Regions from separate parts of the Danio rerio genome. Here region 1 is linked to region 2. Evidence: chromatin contacts called from public HiChIP or PLAC-seq data. All regions are on one chromosome and are shown on one strand. The core of a region is the stretch at or near the end of the contact, and the rest is flanking DNA. Distances in the headings are between cores, read along the strand shown. Region 1 holds the start of styk1b (serine/threonine/tyrosine kinase 1b). Region 2 holds the start of LOC108179621.

Evidence for each region. HiChIP or PLAC-seq counts read pairs in DNA pulled down with a chosen protein or histone mark.
Region 1: a contact with region 2 is called in an H3K4me3 HiChIP or PLAC-seq map of gastrula embryo, with 2.5 times the contacts expected there. The contact joins the promoter of styk1b here to the promoter of LOC108179621 in region 2. A contact is called at or near these places in 1 of 18 Hi-C or Micro-C datasets (caudal fin) and 2 of 4 datasets of contacts at active chromatin or transcription factors (embryo and gastrula embryo).

What each region holds. Positions count from the first base shown.
Region 1 is chr16:35,170,158-35,177,401 of GRCz12tu, reverse strand. It overlaps styk1b (serine/threonine/tyrosine kinase 1b), which reads left to right and starts at 4,841. Exons shown (of 10, transcript NM_001305565.1): 1 at 4,841-5,015; 2 at 6,617-6,675; 3 at 6,781-6,954. The coding sequence starts at 6,618. LOC141378226 (glutathione S-transferase kappa 1-like) reads left to right here and starts at 324. Exons shown (of 7, transcript XM_073926184.1): 1 at 324-443; 2 at 523-588; 3 at 995-1,124; 4 at 1,246-1,391; 5 at 2,554-2,670; 6 at 2,750-2,843; 7 at 3,421-3,666. The coding sequence starts at 348. The coding sequence ends at 3,464. LOC141378227 (a long non-coding RNA gene) reads right to left here. Exons shown (of 5, transcript XR_012392208.1): 3 at 6,817-7,244; 4 at 6,587-6,690. It also overlaps a transcript of gstk1 not described here.
Region 2 is chr16:35,133,590-35,140,715 of GRCz12tu, reverse strand. It overlaps LOC108179621, which reads left to right and starts at 3,487. Exons shown (of 2, transcript XM_017351525.4): 1 at 3,487-3,530. phc1 (polyhomeotic homolog 1) reads right to left here and starts at 2,077. Exons shown (of 15, transcript NM_205707.1): 1 at 1,936-2,077; 2 at 1,253-1,410; 3 at 1,015-1,131. The coding sequence starts at 1,372.

The sequences.
Region 1 (7,244 bases), core at 3,592-6,091, 35 kb before region 2:
AAGCTTAGAGTAGAATTGTATATGCATGAATTCATATATTTTATATGGTTTAAATAAGATGTTGATAAGCTCCCTTGAATAAGCTGTCACTAATCTTATTAATACTCACATTTTCTTGAGTGTATTGTTAAAAATCTTATACAAAATAAAGTTTATTTGCAATTAATGACTCGGTGATGATTTTTCATTTCACATCAACAGCTGAAATACGTATTTTATTCTAATAGTAGATGATTTGCAGGTTTTATATGAGCACTAATATTTTTTTTATTAATTATGAAGTGTGTGAATTATGAAAAATGTAAATGATTAACTATTCATAAATTGTAGCCCATAATTATGTGTTTATGCTCATTATGGTTATATTACAGATGTCCAGTTCCAGAAAAGTGGTTGAATTTTTCTACGATGTTGTCTCTCCTTATTCTTGGCTGGCATTTGAGGTCCGTCATTTTATCTTTTTAATTTATTTTTTAATTTTTTGCTTTAAGTGTACCAATATAATTTATTTTCTGTGTTTAGGTGCTGTGTCGCTACAAAAATGTTTGGAACATTGACCTTAAATATAAACCAGCCTTTTTAGGTGGAGTTTTTAAAGGTTCAGGAAATGGATAAAACCATTTTTGCTTTAACATAAATATCCTTCCTTATATCCAAATAAACTAGTTCTTAACACAACAATCAAGTTATAGTGTATTTATTTAAAAATGAGCCTTAAGAGTTGATGGTAATAGAAAATGGATGCAATCTCCTAATTAGAATGCTTTAACCATTCATTCATTCATTTTTTTTTCGGCTTAGTCCCTTTATTAATCTTGGGTCGCCACAGCGGAATGAACCGCCAGCTTTAATAATTAATATGCCACAATTTTACGTGTAATTGTACATCAGATTCCTCTGGCAGCAATTATATTGTAACAGCTACATCATAATTCAGCTGCACATCACCTGTATTTTGCATTTATTAATGAAGAGATGAAAACTTTCAATCAAGTTTTTTTTTTTTTTAGGTAACATTGAACCTGGATCAGTTGATAATAAGCAGCGGTACTTGCTCGCAGATCTGAAACTGATTTCTGAGTACTATGGGGTCCCTCTGAATCCCCCTCCAGTTTTTAACAAAGGTATTTAAATTTGCAGGTTTTTTTTAATGATGATGGTCATGGCCTCAGCTATAATACATATTTTATTTCCTTATATTTTTTTTTTAAATTTTTTCTCTCTCTCCTTCTTTTTTCATCTAAGAAACCTTGCTTGAAATGCGCTTTGTGACTGCTATAGCAGAGAAAAACCAAGAAGAAAATGTGCTATTGGAGAAGGTTTCTAGAGAGCTCTGGAAACGAGCATGGCAAAACAATCTAGACAATACCCAGCCTCCCTCACTCATTGAGGTATACTATACCCAGGATGGAGAAACTAAAACAAACAAACTAATACAAATGACCAAATAGTATTTATTTACATAATGATCTTTCAATTATTACCAGTGTCAGTTAGTTCAGTGTAATTAGCTATTATACTTAAAAACCCTTTTAGCTATTCGACAAAGATTATTAACAACTTTTACTTTTTAAAATGTTTGTATAAATATATGTACTCTTTATTCAAATACAATTCATTTCATTCTTAAAGGATAAAATATAGCCATCACTGAAACAAGACCTAACCAGACACTAGACAGTGTGCATTTTACTATTATTTCCCTTATAGCGAACAAGGCTACTTGCATGAATGAGAATACTTTAAAAGCTAGTTGATGAATCTGTGTCACGTACGAGAGGAGAAACTTGAAATGATTAATACACTACTGTTAATTAGATCTCTTTATAATATCTCTGGGGAAGCTGAGATCATTTACCATGTTATTGGAACAGTAAACTATGAGGACTAAAGTATCTTGGAGTGATTTGAAAGATATGCAAGTAAAGATCCAGGAACAGCTGACTTGTGAGTAATCGCATGTTTGTAAAATTCAACACTAATATTGCAAATGGTACAACGGCCTCATAAACATCTACAGATACTTAAGTACCAGTAAAGCTCAAATAAAATACTCATTCATACAATCATTTATCGGTGATTGCCACAGTGAACCACCAACTATTCCTACATATGTTTTACACAGCGGATACCCTTCCAGCTGCAACCCTGTACTAAAAGACACCCATACACTCTCACATTCACATGCACACACACTATGGTCAATATAGGTAATTTAGTTAATATAGTCCAATTCACCTATATCGCATATCTGTGGACTGGGGGAAACCAATGCATTCTTAGGAAACCCACATGAACACATGGAGAACATGCAAAGTCCACACAGAAATGCCAACTGGCCCAGACAGGACTCGAACCAGCGAACTTCTTGCTGTGAGGCAACAGTGCTAACCACTGAGCCACCGTGCCACCCTCACTCAAATACTCCGTGGCATAATAATCCAATATTCTCCTAAAGTCTCTTTTTAATATGAAAGATAAAATATTGTCAATCTTAATTAATGCCTAAAGCAAACTATTGTAAGACATTATTTGTGTTTCTGCTTTGTGCAGGCAGGATTACAGGCAGGTCTCTCAGCCAATGAGGTGGAAGAATTGCTGACCAATGCCAAATCTCAGCCAATTAAAGACAAGCTGAAGAGTGTCACACAGGAAGCACTGGAGAAAAATGTTAGTGACTTTTTTATGCCAAAGCATCTTTGTGTTGATTTTTTTAAATTGCAGTAAATAATTTTCCTCTTTTTATCAGGCCTTTGGTCTTCCATTCATTGTGTGCCATGTCAATGGGAAGGTTGAGGTTTTCTTTGGTTGTGACAGATTTGAGCTCATAGCTCATCGCATCGGTAACTACAATCTAAGGCTTAACTGTTGATTGGACTACTTTAGAGCTTCAGAATTTATTTGAAGTTACTACAGTTAAATAAAATACAGTGAATGAATCACTCATTTTAACATCTTCAGTTTGATTAACAATAAATTACAGATCTCATGGAAAGCATTTGATTGCTTACATGATTCCTAAACTCATTATGGTACTAATTATCTTTATGTGGAAAGTAGCATTTTTTTCAGTCTAAAAGAAACATTTTTAGTGATGTCGTATTAGCCAGGACAATCTGATCATTACGTCCATTTACTGCTTGTCAATTAAGAAACATGTAGCTTTTGTCATGCATGTGTAATTACGTGTTTATTTACAACTTGCCAACTAACCATCTTGTTTAACTAGTTTAACTGGTTTAATGATCCAACTGGATGATGAATGCTCATCTACTTTATTATATATACTGTACCAAAGCTGGTTTTCCTAATGATTTATTGCACTGTGTCATGAATTAATCTTGAATTCCTAACTAACTGTGGGATTTAAAAACTTAATTTTAGGTTTATTTTCCAATCATTCTTTCTTTTGTCTTTCAGGGGAGAAGTGGGCAGGGCCTTGTCCAATCAAGACCACAATGTGACACTTTCACACGCTCCCTACTGTATGTATTTCTTTACACTATACAGTAACTATAGAAAACTATCATACCCTGTAAGTTCTTTAGGATAAAGTTGAAGAAGGCACTGGTCAGTATTAGGCTACAAAAGCATGTCAAAGGCTGTAAAAGTTATTTGAAATGTGATTTGAGTTCAGGCTGTATGACAAATAAAGTCATTATTTCAAAGAGGTATGATGATTTTTATAGGCACCATATTACGTGATTTGCTACACTAAGCTTATGAACATGATTTTAAATCGAGTTTCACAGGAACCTTTCATTTGCTATATATTATTACTATTATATAATGCTTTTCCGGGATAAGTCAAGTTGCCTGATTAAAACACTAAGATCACAAAATACAAACTATTTTCTTAAGATATATGTTTTGATTGGTGAGAACAAATGCGGTAAATACATTACTTTTTTAGGTGACATTCCTACACTCTCAGAAATAAAGGTACGCAAGCTGTCACTGGGGTTGTACCTTTTCAAAAGGTAAATATTTTTACGTAAAGGGTCCATATTGTTACCTCAAAAGTATTTATTAGTACCTAAAAATTTTAAGAGGAACACTTTTGTACTATTTAGGTACTAATATGTACCTTTGAGGTATTAATATAGACCTTTTAGGTATAAATTTGTACATTTTGCAAAAAGTGCCTCTCCAGTGACAGCTAGCGTACCTTTATTTCTGAGAGTGTAAGAATGTTTAGTATACATCAGTCAGCATTTGAAGTGGAGAACAAGCTTTCATTAAACTTGTCCTAAAACTATTGAACAGTACCCATTCTTATCTTTTTAATCTTAAATATTTGTATAAACATTTTTGATCCACTTTAAATGTTAACTAATGTATATTTCTTGTCATGATGTACACTGCTGCTGATGCACAACCCATGTAAAAATTACCTCAGTCCACAAATCCAAGATTCATCAAAGCATTTTAGTCACAAATCTAAATGAAAGGTAAAACTCGCTTGGCCTCTTTAACTGTGTTTTATGCACACTGATTGAGTCAGCATTCGTGCCAGGAAGTCTGAACCTTCTAGAGAAACTTGAGGAGCTGGATCTTCAGGTTTCAGTTTGGCTAGATTCAGGAAGAAGATGCTTAACACGAGAGTTCTGATTAGTTTAATATACCAAACCAGAGATAAACACAGAGATTAAGCATTAAATCTCTAGATTCACTGCAAAAAGGATAGATTGTGAAACAATAGGCATATATCATACTTTGCAACCCTACAGTAAAGGAGTGTAGTAACAACAACAGAGAGTTCAGATGAGATTGAAGCAAAGGTGAGGAGGGCGGGGCCAAGTAACCAACAAAGGTGTGACCTCGACAAATACAAGCAGACTTGGTGTACCGTTCACCATAAGGAAATTTTATAGCAGCAAGGAAGGTGACTAACAGCGGGATATGTTTGTGCTGTGTTCATTAATGGGATATTATTGCCATCATGGAAAACTTTCTGAATAGAGACAAGGAAAAACTGAACAGCTAAGAACGTCTACAACTGCAGGGATCATCAGGTAAGCCAATAGAGAGCTGCAGATTAAATCCCCACAGTGCTGATGGGTTACGAACATGTGACTTGGCATTCTGCATATGTGGAATTAGCTGATAGATGATTTGATCTTTTTTTGTGGATTAGTTTTTATTATACAGCACACAGACGAGTTAAGGGTGTTAAAACACAATATTAAGTCAATATTGTATTACAATACTGTTTTAAAATTTAATGGGCTATGGTTTTCTTCATGTTTTTCATCTCAGTATAACAAGACTGCACTTATTTGGATATGTATACAGTAATACTTTGAGATTGATATTGCAATTTTAAAAAATAAATGTTTGCAGTTTTATAAATTTAAAAAAATTCATGTCTTTATATGATCACATGATCCTTCAGAAATTATTCTAATGTTTATTTGGTGCTCAACTACCATTTTTCATTATTACTATTTTTCCAGAGATCTTTTTTTAATGACCAGCAGCATTTATCCATTTATACAAATACCCAGTTATTAAATACACTTCCTAAGTAAAGATTAGTTTATTTGTGTTTCCCTGTGCATCTTTGTGCATGTGACGTGTCATAGTGTAGTCTTTGAGAATAGAAAAAAATGCAGACTAACAGGTTAAGCATCAAAATTCAATAAAAAAGCAGTTCCGTGTTTGTGTCAAAGGCAGAGCTTAAAGTCTGCCCTCAATTTACATTCTGAAGACACATTTAGCCACACTTATGGAACTGTAAAAAAAACAAGCAGCATCTCACAGAGCCGTGATAACACACAAACACAACCTGGCAAATCTACTGTCTGACATTTAGAAAGATTGGGTGTGTTCAGCTGTTTGCTCACAAAGGAGGTCTTCTCATATTGCACGCACAGTGTGTATTTGAGAATATAAGACACTATTGTCAGCTGCAGATCAACCTTTTTTACTTACATGTACAGTAAATATGTACATGCATATATTTCCTAGTATTTATCCCTTATTCTGTCAGTGGTCCTTACAGAAAACAAACTCTTTTAATTCTTCCCCTTATACTGTCTGTGATCATTACAGGGGGGAAAACTGGGTCAAACTTTATTTGAATGGTTTGTTTGTTGAATTTAAGTTACATTGCATCTACATGCCAACTAATTCTCAATAGAGTATAAGTAAACTGTTAGGTTGGGGTTAGGGTGTAAGTTGACGTGTGCTTGCAAAGTTTCTTATAGTCAGTTAAATGTCTGTTGAAGGAGCAGTATCGACAGATATTAAGCAGACAGTATACTAATACTCAAATGGACCATTAAAATAAAGTGTTGCCAAAATCAGTAATTTTTTCTCCTTACTCTGACCGTGATCCTTACAGAAAAAAAAAAAAAACTCTCTGGAAAGGACACTGATAGTGAAAGATCTGTGAAGTCTCAGCTGCCAAATTCTTTTCATGTTGATAACAAAGATCATGTTTCACTGACCCTGAATCCAACTCATAATATTTCATACTGACATTGTGAGAGGTTTATTTTAGCTTCAGTGATCTCTGCATCTGGAAATCCACTTATACTTTGGTCAACAAATAATAAGTAGATCATTAAAAAACACCTCCAACCTTTTAAATTCCCTTTTGGTATCCGTGCAGGATGGCGGCCTCTTCCAGCGCTGCATCTTCTGAATGTGAGCCTGGAGATGCGCTGTGTGGTAAGTAGATCATGTCTGTGAGATTAAATAAAGGAATCATGACCATCCCTCAACTACATTATCAAAGTTGTCATTTGAAATGTCCCTTTTACTCCTTGACCCCAGAAATTCGTGTGTATGAACAAGAGGTGATAATCGTACCGGTGATCTTCTTCATGATGTTCTTGATCACGCTGCTATTCATTATGCTGCTGAGGTTCTGTCCAGAGAAGGTGGAACGCCTGCAACCTGCTTCCAGTCGAGTATCCAGGACTAGGAGAAACTTGCAGGGCATTGATGGTCAGTATATAAAAGGAGTATAAAATTCATTCATTTTCTTTTCGGCATAGTCCCTTTATTAATCAGGGGTTGCCACAGCAGAATGAACCGCCAACTTATCCAGCAAATGTTTTACACAGCAGATGCCTTTCCAGCTGCAACCCATCACTGGAAAACATCCACACACATTCATTCACACACATACACTACAGACAATTTAGCTTACCCAATTCATCTATACTGCATGTGTTGTGCAGTGGGGGAAAACCGGAGCACCCGAAGGAATCCCACGCCAACACGGGGGGAACATG
Region 2 (7,126 bases), core at 2,238-4,737:
ACTAACACTCACTGCATTTTAGCCGTAAGAAGCTACGATACAGAATACTGAACTGAGGCTTGACTACAAAATTAAATTGAAATCACAACATCTGTAAAAAAAAAAAACATAATTACATATTATTCCTAAATCGAACAGCCCAATTTACTGTAACAAGATAATTTTGAAAATTTTATTGTTTCAATTACATTTATTAATAATTTATTTGTATTATTTATAGAATATTGAACATGTTATTTAATGTTTAATTGTTACATTTCTGTACTTGAATACTGTTACACTCCCCATAAAACCATAAAGCACTGTTTATTTAACTTGCTTTTGATATGTTATTTGTATATGCTTATAATTTATTATATTTCATGAAGATGCGCTGCATAGAAAAAGACTTAATCTAAATTATTGAAATCTTGCCAAACAGAGCTATTAAAATTGCAAAAAAAATAAATATTGTGATGTCAGGTCTTTTCAATATCGAAGAGTTTCATCAAATACAATCTTTTTTTTTGATCGGTCTAAAGCAGAGATGCCCAAAGTAGGGTCCGTGGGCCAAAGTTGGCCCATAGTAACCCTTGAGTTGGCTCAACATCCCATTTGAGAATAAGAGGATTGGGGAGAATGCCTTTAATAGAGATTATCATTTCTAATTTGATGTAACCTTTTTTTTGTGTTTGTTTTGTTACCGAGCAACAAAAAAGCAAACTGAAATGAAATGTTTCAATTAAATGTAAATTAATCTGTGTTTTTAAAATGTAAATACTGTCACTCAACAAGTCAGAGCAAATCAAGGCAAAAAACAGTGCAACTCTATTATAAATGAGATTGTTTTAGTTTTTACTGTAATAAGTTCATTATAAAATGTAAAAAATATATACCCTTTTAGTTAATATAAAGCAATGTTTTATATATATTTTTTAAATATTATTAAACAAATTCGGCCCACTAGCCTCAATAAAGTTTGTTTTTGGCCCTTCATAATAAAAGTTTGGGCACCCCTGGTCTAAAGAGTCTCACCTGTTGCACAGCAGCCAGGTTGTGGAGTTGACAGGTTGCGCTGTTGATCTGCTGCTGCAGCATCAGCTGCTGGAAATACTGAGCTGCATTGGGCTGCCTCTGTAAGGCCTGCAGTGCCTATAACATTGAGAAGCACAAACAACTATGTTTCCCTCAATTTAACACACGAATGTTAACAAGTGATTTAAATTACACTTCAATCTGGCTATTAGTTCAGACTGCAGGCTTTCTGACCCACCTGAACAGCTTGCCTTTCATAGAGAGACATTTGAGCTATCTGAGGAGGGCGGGAGTTTCCCCCTGAAGCTGCGCTGCTATTGGTTGAGCTGGAGTTGGTCTGGTCTTCTCCTGCCTCCATGCTCACTGGATGGACGACCAGTCAATCAAACTTTGTAACTGAATACCAGAGAAAAATATGCATAAACAAACGATTTAGAAGAGATTAAACGCTGTTCTCATTCATTAAATGTGAATTAAAACGGCTAGTTATAACAAATACAATCAAACAGTTTGAACACTTTCTGTCAGACAGACTTGTAAACTTGCAGGAGCGCTCTAGTCTGTTCAAATCTGTATATAAAGTAACGTTATATTTCAAAAATAACGCACAGAAATCACGTAGTTTAAATGTAGATATCATCAGTAATGAATAAACAGCGGTTGTGGTTATCTGTCATCTGCGGGTGATGAATGATCGAGGTGTTGCTACATTAGTTCTCTGTAAAATTCACGTATCATTAAGTTACGAAGCATTTGAGACAAAACAGCAGCATGCACGAGGCATAATTTAGCATGTCCATTAGCACAAGAGGTACATTTGGGGGGGAAAACCACCATGTCCGTCCACAGTATCTTATACGCTGCAGCAAAAAATGTTGGCGAACTGACGACTCCCAAAGTGCCAAACAGACATAATTTTACCTCTCTGCGGTCGGCTTCCTACTCTCCTAACGGAAGCAATGCTCTGAAAATGACACCTCGGTGCTGTAGTTTTCGATGTAATGCAGTTCCGCTCTTTACAACTGGTCTTTGCAAGTATTGTTGGAATTCTTCAAACAACGGTGATTGTGATGAGGCTCAAAAAAGCGATGGAAACCCCGCCCCGCCCTCCTATACTGTTTACTATACTTTTTCCGGCGCCAAAAAATGACGTGCCAAATAAAAGTCTGCATCGGTGACTTAAAATTACATAATAAAAGTGTCTATTACTAGAACTTTCTATGTAAAGCTGCTTTGATACAATCTACATTGTAAGTGCTATAGAAATAAATATGAATTGAATTGAGATTTAATACAGACACTATCATGCAGGTGAACTCTTTGGACAACCTCCAATTATTCTGCAAATATTTCCAGAACCCAGCAGATACACATGATTGCCAAAAGTTCTACCATAAACTGTGCAAGATTGGTGCCAACAGGAGAGTAAAGTACACCAAAGGTTTTGAATTTTTAATCAAACATTTTGATTTGGTAAAAAAAAGGTAAAATGTATCTAACTATGACAAAGCTTGAAAAGGTCCTATTTGTTAACATTGGATTGGGACTGTAGTTATTGGGATATGACCACATTAACATTTTAAAGTGTATTAATGTTATTTATCTATGCATTTATTTTCTTTTTGGCTTAGTCCATTTATTAACCAAGAGTCACCACAGCAGAATAAACCACCAACTTATCCAGCAAATGCTTTACGTATAGCGGATTCCCCTTCAGCTGCAACCCATCCCTGGGAAACACTACAGACAATTTAGCTTACCCTATTCACCTATAGAGCATGACTTGTGGGGAAAGGAGCACCCGGAGGAAACTCACATGAACATGGGGAGAACATGCAAACTCCACACAGAAATGCCAACTGACCCAGCCGGGGCTCAAACCAGCGACCTTCTTGCTGTGAGGCGATCGTGCCACCCACTGTGCCACTGTGACATCTTATTTGTTAACAATGGATAATCACTTAAATTATTGGCATATGACCACATAAACTTTTTACAGCATTTATTAATTGTATTTTAATATTTTTTTCTTGTTAGTTTCCAATGCACTAATGTTAATCAAACAAAAATACGTTCTGTTTCACTTTTCCATTTCCAAACACATTACTACTACAGTTTTTCTCTTTTTTTTTTTTTAAATCATGACTGTTACATGTGCATCCATCAAGTTTATATTTCTTTCAACTTACTGACTTGATTTGGCCAAGAAATGTATTGCAACAATAATCCCAGTTTAAAATATTTTACATGGTGCTAATTAGTTTGGTTTTACAACTTCAACATCCAAAAGCCAAGTAATGTTCCTCTTTCAAAGACATTCATGCAAGTCACTGCTGTATGACTCACACTGGCACTGACTATGTGACTCATAAAACCTTTTACATAGCAAGGGCTCATTTACATTCTGGACTGACCTGCTCTTCAGGACGACACTTCATTTGAAAACATAAGTACAGGTATAGTCAAGCCTTCATGAAGTCTCAACATTTGACTGCTCAGATCAGACGGAAACCTCAGTGAGTATTTATTTCCTCCACTACATTATATAGAAAAAAACATAAGTGATTTGTTGACTTTACTTTAAAGAACTGAGTAAACCAATTGCCCTAAAATAAGTAAGATGAACTATGTGGAAAATTAATAAAATTAAGTGAACATAACAACTAGAGGTGTGAACCTATACTGGTCTCACGGTTCGGTTATGATTATCATGCCATCGATTCGGTTCAATTCGATATCTCGGTGCATCACGGTGCATTGACGGTGCTTTCCATATATAGTGTTATATTTTAGGGGGGAGGCTATAACATGCTGTCTGTATAAACACACAGACACACAGCAACACACTGTCTCTCATTCAAACACATTCACAAACATAGACAGCATCAAACATACAAACACACACGCACACACACAAACAAACACACTTAAGCCCTTGCAACAGGGAGAGCTCGCGCTGAGCGGAGCAGAAAAACGGAAAAAAAACGAAAAAAATAAGCACTTTTCCGACGGTCCCTTACAGAGAGCTCCTCTCAGCGCGAGCTCTGACAGCTAAAAGTAAACGCAGACTGCGAGGGCTTGAACGGAGCAGTGCTCGTAATGTCGAGCGAAAAAAAAGAAAGACAGCTGTGAAACATAACCAGCTTTGTCTTTCTGTAGGAAACACACTTTAGATCTTTTAGGGTAAGCGTTTTTTGAGTTTTTGCCATCTATAACTGAAAGTGTGTCAGGAAAATCGAAAACAAAACCAACTGAAGCGCGCTCATTTCCGGCGCCCCACTGGATATACAGCGCCCTAAGCATTTGCCTATGGTGCCTATGCCACGGGCCGGCCCTGAGTTGGCTGAGTGTTGTAAATAACGGCGCTCACCTCCCTCGCGACAGAGCGCATAGGAGATAAATGACGTCACTACATAATAACCGGTTATGATTATTACTGAATCGATACCGAATTGTCCGCGTCTGCATCGCGGTGCACCGAAGAAACAATTAATTTTGACACCCCTAATAACAACAGAATTACTTAACTTTTTAAAGCAAAATCACCTTTAAGGCAATGGATTTACTCCATTTTATGAAGTATATGGCTTTTTACAGTGTATGTTATGTATATTTGATGTAAGCTGTCAGGACAAAATTATAAATTGTGAAAGTATACACGTACAATACAGAAATGGTTCTGATGTAATGTTACAAAAATACACAAATGGATATAGTTTTACCAATTAAAGGTAAAGTGATACATAATGTAACAGGCAGGGCCAGCCCAAGCCTTTAGGGGGCCCTAAGCAGAATTTTATTTGGGGCCCCCTTGGTGCAGACAATATGATAAATTATGGTTAATCCTTGATTATTTGCACACTTTAAATTTAAAACACGCATTATCAATTTTATTTGCTGTAGCTGTGTTGCTTACATTATAAAATATGCTTTTAGGGCCCAAGAAATGCTTTGAAATGTGCAATTTATTTTCGATGTTTGACATAATATAATCTTAACTGAAACATGAAGAGAGGGGTATAGAGTAGCTCCTCCCCTTTAAAAAACAGCGAATAGCCTTTTGTTTCCTCACAGTTCTGCCAGTGAGAGTGGTTGAGCTCAAGCACAACAAATGAACAGCCAGTGAGAATTGTCTTGAAGGGAGCGAGGCATGTCAGACACTAGAGAGCATTTGATTGGTCACAGAAGATTTGATGAGAAACTGAAGTATGAGGTGATGTAAAAAAAGTTGAATCATTTTGGCAGAAGTGACAAACTGCAAGTTTTACATGTTTATATCGGTTTTACATCTTCTAAATGTGAATATGGTCATTGTTTTGTACCCCACTAGCGTATAGATACCCTTGAAGTCTAACATACTGTACTGCTACTAATACCTAAATAATACTATTTTAATTTCACTGAACCTTTAAGACAATTCTAGATATTCTGCAGAAACAACTGCCTATTGATCCCACCTTTTATAAGACTACTTGACACAAAACTACACAATTAGACACAAAACATTAATCTCAGATGTAATGAATGTTGGCAGAAACAAAAATAGCTAGAAGCACCCAATAGCATTCTTATTATTTTTCCATCAAGATCCCACCAAACAGTCAAGAATAGAGGCAATAAAGCTACAGATAATTTTTAAAATATTATTTAAATGTTACCACTGCAAAAATGCTTTTCTTACATATACTTTTTGTATTTTCTAGTTCAAATATCTAAAAAAAATCACTTTAAATCAAAATCTAATTAAATCAAGAAGCATTTTCTAGACATATTCACATATCTAGCATATTACTATGTAGAAAAGAAATTCAGTTTTCAGAAATAATTCTGAATTAAGTGATTTTTTTCTTTAAAGCAAACAAATTAATCTGCCAGTGAGATAAGGAAAATAATCTTACTTAAAACCAATATTCTTTTACATACTCAAATTGGCAGATTATTTAGCTTTTTAATGAAAAACCCACATCATTTTGACAGAAAATCTGTCTAGAAAATGTTTATTCTTTAAGAATTATTACATATTTGGACTAGAAACAAGACAAAAACAATAAAAAAGGAAATCATTTTTGCAGTATATTTACCAACTGTCAATGGTTCATAGTACATGGCTGTGTGATAAGAAATTTGATCACAAGAAAACCAACCATGATATATTACAAATTTTGTAAATGAAGGGTAAAAAATGCAACAAAGTTATATGCATTTCTTTCATTAAAAGCACATGTTTATAGTATTGCAACTGTGTAAAAAGCACACAGCTGCAAACAAGCTGAAAAATGCAGAGATAGGTTTGTGACTGAAAGGGCTCATATCTAAATTAGTCAGAGCAGTAGCATCACAATTAACCTAGTGAAGCCTTTACATGTCACTTTAAGCTGTATAGAAGTGTCTTGAAAAATATATTATTTACTGTCATCATGGCAAAGATAAAATAAATCAGCTATTAGAAATTAGTTATTAAAACGATTATGTTTACAAATGTGTTGAAAAAAATCTGCTCTCTGTTAAACAGAAATTAGGGAAAAAATAAACAGGGGGCCTAATAATTTAGGGAAAAAATAAACAGGGGGCCTAATAATTCAGGGGGTCTACCAATTCTAACTTCAACTGTGCATGTTAGAAAACAGTTAAAATAGCAATTTATTGCTTTCTAGTTTTTTGTAAACTAAAGACATTTATTACAACTTGGCCAACCTATTTGATGTATTTAATGCATAGCCCTGGGTTATTTTTAATCATGCAAAATTTTGCATTGCCACTAGATTAATATATTTTCTTCAAGAACAGTAACTGATTGGAATACTCAGAAAGGTGAGCACAGACTCCTCTGAGCACTTATAATGCCTCCAGCAGTGTAGAACATTAGTTATTTACTCATCAATTTAAAAAGAGCATTATTTTTAAGTTTTTTAATTTCTCTAATATTTTCAGCAAAAATACCATCTACAAGACTTTGGAAAGGTCTGCAAGGGTTAAATAAATGAAAAACCCTTCAAATGATGTGTTCTTGTCCTATTGATATCTTTATATATGTTGGTGGAATTAAATAGTGTGAGCCCATATTCCTGTATGAAGTTTCACAATTGTAATGGCTCATCTGTCAGTGGTTAAA